2 separate regions of the Muntiacus reevesi genome follow, and region 2 is linked to region 1. Evidence: chromatin contacts called from public Hi-C data. All regions are on one chromosome and are shown on one strand. Each heading gives the region's core, a stretch centred on a gene start, on an enhancer-like site or on the middle of the called end of the contact. The rest is flanking DNA. Distances are from core to core; before and after follow the strand shown.

What was found. Hi-C and Micro-C count contacts between places; a contact is called where the count stands out from the background.
Region 2: a contact with region 1 is called in a Hi-C map of muscle, with 12 times the contacts expected there. The contact joins the promoter of FBXO9 here to the promoter of EFHC1 in region 1. A contact is called at or near these places in 2 of 3 Hi-C or Micro-C datasets (blood and muscle).

Annotation. Positions count from the first base shown.
Region 1 is chr20:25,943,055-25,945,754 of mMunRee1.1, reverse strand. EFHC1 (EF-hand domain containing 1) reads right to left here and starts at 1,330. Exons shown (of 11, transcript XM_065912098.1): 1 at 1,173-1,330. The coding sequence starts at 1,235.
Region 2 is chr20:26,365,714-26,368,413 of mMunRee1.1, reverse strand. It overlaps FBXO9 (F-box protein 9), which reads right to left and starts at 1,299. Exons shown (of 14, transcript XM_065913184.1): 1 at 1,161-1,299. The coding sequence starts at 1,163. LOC136151782 reads left to right here and starts at 1,557. Exons shown (of 2, transcript XM_065913191.1): 1 at 1,557-1,858.

The sequences.
Region 1 (2,700 bases), core at 81-2,580:
AGGAAAGGAAGAGCCAAGTGAGCAGTCAGTCTCCAGTTTTTTTTACCTTACCTTTATGACCAAGGAGAGGAACTTATAGTTTAAATTGTTAAACTACAAAAATATAAATGATTATTGTTTCATCTTTGAAAATCAGTCTATTGAATCTTAATGCTGACCTTCCAACACATATTTCAGCAACCCTGAAATTTCAGTATTAAAATCATAATTTTGTCAAGGGCTAAACTGTGTCAGAGGGGAAAAAAAACAAACACAAGTCTATTTTTTTTTCTCTTCAGTTTTGTCTAGAGGATACAACTAAAAACACTTAAGGTAGGGGAGGAGTGAAACAAAATCCAAACAGCAATTTTTTATAAAAATGTTAAAAGGGAAAAGGGCTAGAGGAAGAAAAAACAAGAACACATCAATTGTGGCAGAGGGAACTAAAGCGCAATTTTCTCCCATAAATCACCTGAGGATGGTTTGGGAGGAAGTTGGCCAAGTGTTGAAAATTTAACTTTACGAGCAAGAGCATTTGGGGGAAAAAAGATTAAACAAGACTGCAGAAAAAGTCGAAGTGCTGGACAGAAAAGGAGATAGGGCTTCGTAGAAGCATAAATGAGACCGCGGCAAAGCACCTGGCAGAAAGAAGCCAACAGGTGGAAATGGAGTTGGGAGTGGGAGCGATTACTGGGTCTAGGATTCAGAAGAGGAAAAATGCGGGCGGCAATGATGGGCTTGCGGAGAGTGGGTGGGATCGGGCTGTGGAAATAAGGACGAAGGCGTGTAGAGGTTGAGTCGGGGAAGAGGCCCAGGTTGAGGGAAGAAGAGTTTAAGGATGGACCTGGGCAGGAGAGGTACGCAGAAGGGAGAATGAGCTAGAGAGAAGGCCGAGGGAGCTCGGGAACCAGGTGGGGAAAACCAGCAAGAGCAGCGCAGCAAGGAAGAACGCTGGGAGGCCAACAGACTGCCAGGATGGAGTGGAAAAACCAGAGAGGGATGGGCTGGGAGCAAACTGGGGAAAGAGGGTGAGGTCGGGTGTGGTGGTGGTGGGGAGAACAGAGTTGGGGGCAGAAAGAGGGTTTGAAGGGGAAAACGACAAACTCGCGTCGACGAGAAGAGACGCAACCTGCTGCGAGCCCTCCGAGGCTGCCAGGAGGTGGGGTCAGGGGGTTGGCCGGAGAAGTCCTCACCGTTAAGTCCTTAAAGGACGTGCCTGGGAGAAAAGGCAGGCCATGCACTGGGTTAGACACCATTGCGGCCGCTCCCGCCGCCGCCACCCGGGTCGGGTTTGGTCCTCCCGCGTTGCCAGGGGGACCAGCGGCGTTCTGGGCGGCCCGGCAGCTCCATGGTAACGCCAAACACGCCGAGCGCTCGCGGAAGAGGGGCGGGGCCTGAGACGCAGGCGTGCCCGGCCCGCGCGTGCGCAGCCCGTGGACTAGACGTTCTCGCGGGAGTGTGGCCGAGGGGAGCTAGCCCCGCCCCGCGCAGTCACGTGAGAACGCGGGGCGGGAGGAGGTGGTTGTAGGATGACGTGATGGTTCTCCCCTTGAGGGCTTGGGTTCCGGGCGGGGCCTTAGATCAGTTACAGGGGAAGGGGCGGTCCTTCCTTCGCTCCACCCCAGTCCTCACCTCGCCCCGCCCGCTCGCTCTTCCACCTGTGGGAAAAAGGCTCTTGTCCCAGTTCACACGGAAGTGTCACTGGTTGGTTCCGGTTGAAAGTGTTACTTCTCCCGAACCCGTGCTTCCCTGGGCCCAGGGACTGAGAATTATTCATGATTGTATTTCTGTTGTTCAAGGATGTTCAATAAACAAAAGCAACTGACTGGTGCCTAATCCTCCAACTACCGCATTCAAGTTTTTTCCTACTTTACCTTTCTGAAGGAAATGGCAATCCACTCCAGTATTCTTGCCTGGAGAATCCCATGGACAGAGGGGCCTGGCGGGCTACATACAGTCCCTGGGGTCGCCAAGAGTCGGACACGACTGAGCGACTAAGCGCAGCACATGTACTCCTACATCCTCCTTCACAGGCCTTGGTGGATGGACCACCCCATCCCCCATCCATCTTACACATTCACCGCAGGACACTCAATATTTGTTGACTGGAGAGCTACAAGGCGCTCCTGTCGATTCTCCGAGTCTCTAGTATCCACTACCTACAGTTGCAATAAAAAGTTAAGACCCATGAGGGGAAATACATATTCCAAGAAAAATTTGTCATAGGAGAAAAGCAAATAAGTGCAGTGATAAATTGTCAAAACCGTCAGTACTCTTTTTACAAAACTTGTTTACATTATTATCCCTTAAAAAATGTAATACTGTTCTTGAAACATCTTCAAGAAAGAAAAAACAAGCTATCGGCAGCGCTAAGGAGCTTAAAAAGAAAAACAAAACCCAGATGTCTGGACATTGGATTCACTGGGTTTGAAATGGGGCCCAGGCATCGGATTTTTATAACAGCTGTTTCTGAGAATGAGCCAGTTTAACGGAGTGCGATAGAGTAGGAAGCTTCACGCCAAAGGCATCCATGTCATGGGTGGTTTACTGCCAGTACAGACAAAGGCTTTAGTTTTGCTGCTGCTTGTCAGAGCAAATCCCCCTGATGGGTTTCACTAACAGGCATAAACCTCAGGGGGCCCAGGACATCAATCCAGTAATGGCATGTGAAGTAGTTATTGGTGGCTGTCTCCACACCTTGCCCAAAGAGTTTCTTTTCTG
Region 2 (2,700 bases), core at 50-2,549, 420 kb before region 1:
ATCTTCCTCGAGTTGTGTTATAATAGAGCTCTAATCCACTGTGACTTTGATTTTGACAGTATGACAAAAACAAATTTGGGGTTTTACCGCATTTTTCAACTCAAATACCACTTGAAATAAGTAGGTCTTCGGCTGTCATGCAGAGATATTCAGTTTGTTTTACATAATTGAGTTTGACTTAACACCACTTTTCACCAGAGTAGCTCATGTGTTCATCATTTTACTGTTTCACAGATGGGATTAATACCCAAAGTTAAGTGCTTAATCCTGGTCAGAGAACTATCTCTAAAAGTTTAGAAGCAGAGTTAATTAGTGTTTTTATACTCTCCAAATTGACTTCATAAACTCATTCAACCATTCATACATTCCTAAACACTTGGGTGTCTACTATAAACTAATGAGCTTGGTATCATTTCGCTCTTGAAGATTCAACTTGGCCATAGTTAAGTTTCTCACATCGACAATTTATTGGGAGCCAAAGCAAAGTAACAGGGGGCAGAGAGTACCCTTGCCAGCACGCAATAGCTCCATGGAACCTGCGTTGTCAACTTCTAGAGCTTTTCAGTCTCTCCACTTGGACCACTCGGGCTTTCATGGCCGTGAAATGCGACAGAATCCCTCAAACCGCCGGCCAAAACCCTGCCCTAGGCACAGCCGCGTCCTGGGGCAGGTGCGTCCTAAACTCAAGACGCCTTAAAAGGCCAGAATGGCGGCTCGCTGGGCAGGTTTTGTTTTTGGGTTTCTTGCGGGGAGACACGGCGATCAACAAGTGCCTTCACTTGCCAAAGCTCCCTCCCGATTTCAGATACTGCGACGGCTCACCTCAATCTACGCTCGCTGCTTTTAATAAAGGAAAGAGATTGGTTCAATGTCCTCAGCAGGCCGAAGAGAGGCATTTTTCTCGGCCGTCCAGCAATCCCTCTCTGCTAACCTGGAGCCCCCAGCTTGGGGGGTGGGGTGGAGGGGAAGGGTGCGGGGGTGCTCCTCAGGAAGTAACTCCAGGAATCTGGCAAGGCTGCCACCATCCTCTCCCTCAGACGAGGACCCCAGGATGGTGGTAGCCTTGCAGACCCCACCCCTCAAAGGTTCCTCCTCCCCACTCCCCTCCGCAGGCCCGGGTCCTCCCGTCCGCCGCCCGCCCGAGCCCCTCGGCGCTTTACCATGCTGGCTGGCCGGCCGGCCGCGGCCGAGGGGCTCTCGGCGCCCCCTCGGCACCGCCCCCGCGAGGAGGTGCGCTGCGAGTCCGGTGTCTACTCCTGCCGTCTGCTGCAGCGGGGCTTAGCAGAGTTCTCGGTCGGAGAAGCGCACCAGGCAGCGGCAGTAACTGCGGGCCCGGCGTACGGCAGCCATCTTCGCGGGGCAGAGGGCCAGATCGCGGCGCGCTGGGGCGGCGGCCGGGGACTCGCGGAGCGCAGGGACGCCGAGTGCCCGCCGAGGCCAAGGACTCTGCGCGAACGGGAGCGCCGGCCCTGCTGGAAACCCCGGACGCCGCAGCGGAGCTGCTCGTCTGCCGCGGAAACCTGCGCCGGCGCGGCGAGCATGCGCACTGCCGAGCCGCCGTCGCCCGGCTCCGCGGCCCCCTCGCTGCCCGGTGGATAGCCGAGGGACATTCGCTTGGTTTGCGCACGAGGCACAGCCCAGGAGGGACATCGGGTGTCCGAAAGTCAAACTCGACCTAGTGTTCGGCTCAGTGAACTTATGCAAACTTGAACAGCCGTTAACTCAAACTTAGAGTTAAGACCCTCAGGCAAGCGGTCCTAAGGCATCGAATTGGGTGCTCGGGGTGGTCGCTACACGGTTCTCGGCGACAGTGGCTAGAATCCCAACCCAGGACCGCAAACAGTGGAATTCCACTATCGTAAGTCCGTCATAATTACTAAGCTTCTCAAAAACACGGTTCTGGAGGTTGAGAAAAAGAGGCGCTCAGGAGAAAAGCCCGAGAGAAAACTTAGCCCCCCATTCCCCGCAACGCACGTCGCACTGCAAACCCCATCATGCAACGCAAGGAGGACGTTGGGGCTCTCCGGCCCCGATAGTTCGCGGCGACGGCTCCCGCGGCACAGTGGGATTTGTAGTCAGCCATTCCACGTAGAGCGCCGGTACTCGCACGCTGTTCTGGCCCCGCCTCTTAAAGCCCAAACACCTGATTTCACTTCCGCAGACGGCATTCGGGTTTGGCTGGCGGTATATTACTTTTCCACACTTGACTTTGTTTTAAATACTGACTTTGGCATGCTATGTGTAAACCTAGCCTTGGAGCTTCTTACCTTCTTTCAGCAAACATTTATGGAGTTTCTGAGATTTCTACTAGGTGTGGGGTACTAATAGTCACCAGGTTTCCAAGCCCTACTCGTGATTCCACGAATTCACAAGAGTTTAAATCTCTTATCCGTTATTTTATTCTGTTTATTTAGATCTTAGTAATGCAGTACATTTTTCTGCAGAAAAACAGAGGCAGAAAAAAAGAAAGGGAGGGGTGCAGAATGGTGAGCTACATTATGGAAGCCACAACTACTATCTTTTAATGTTAGGATCCATCGTTCTGGTGGGTATGTTTTCATTTGCCTCCTAAGTCAGCTACCTGTAAAAAGTATATTCTTATTTAAAGGAGACTAAAAGTTTACCAGTTTTTAGTTTTTAAAGGAGACTCTAGGGCTTAGGTCTTTTAATGATGATTTTCCTCCCAATGACGTCTTGTAA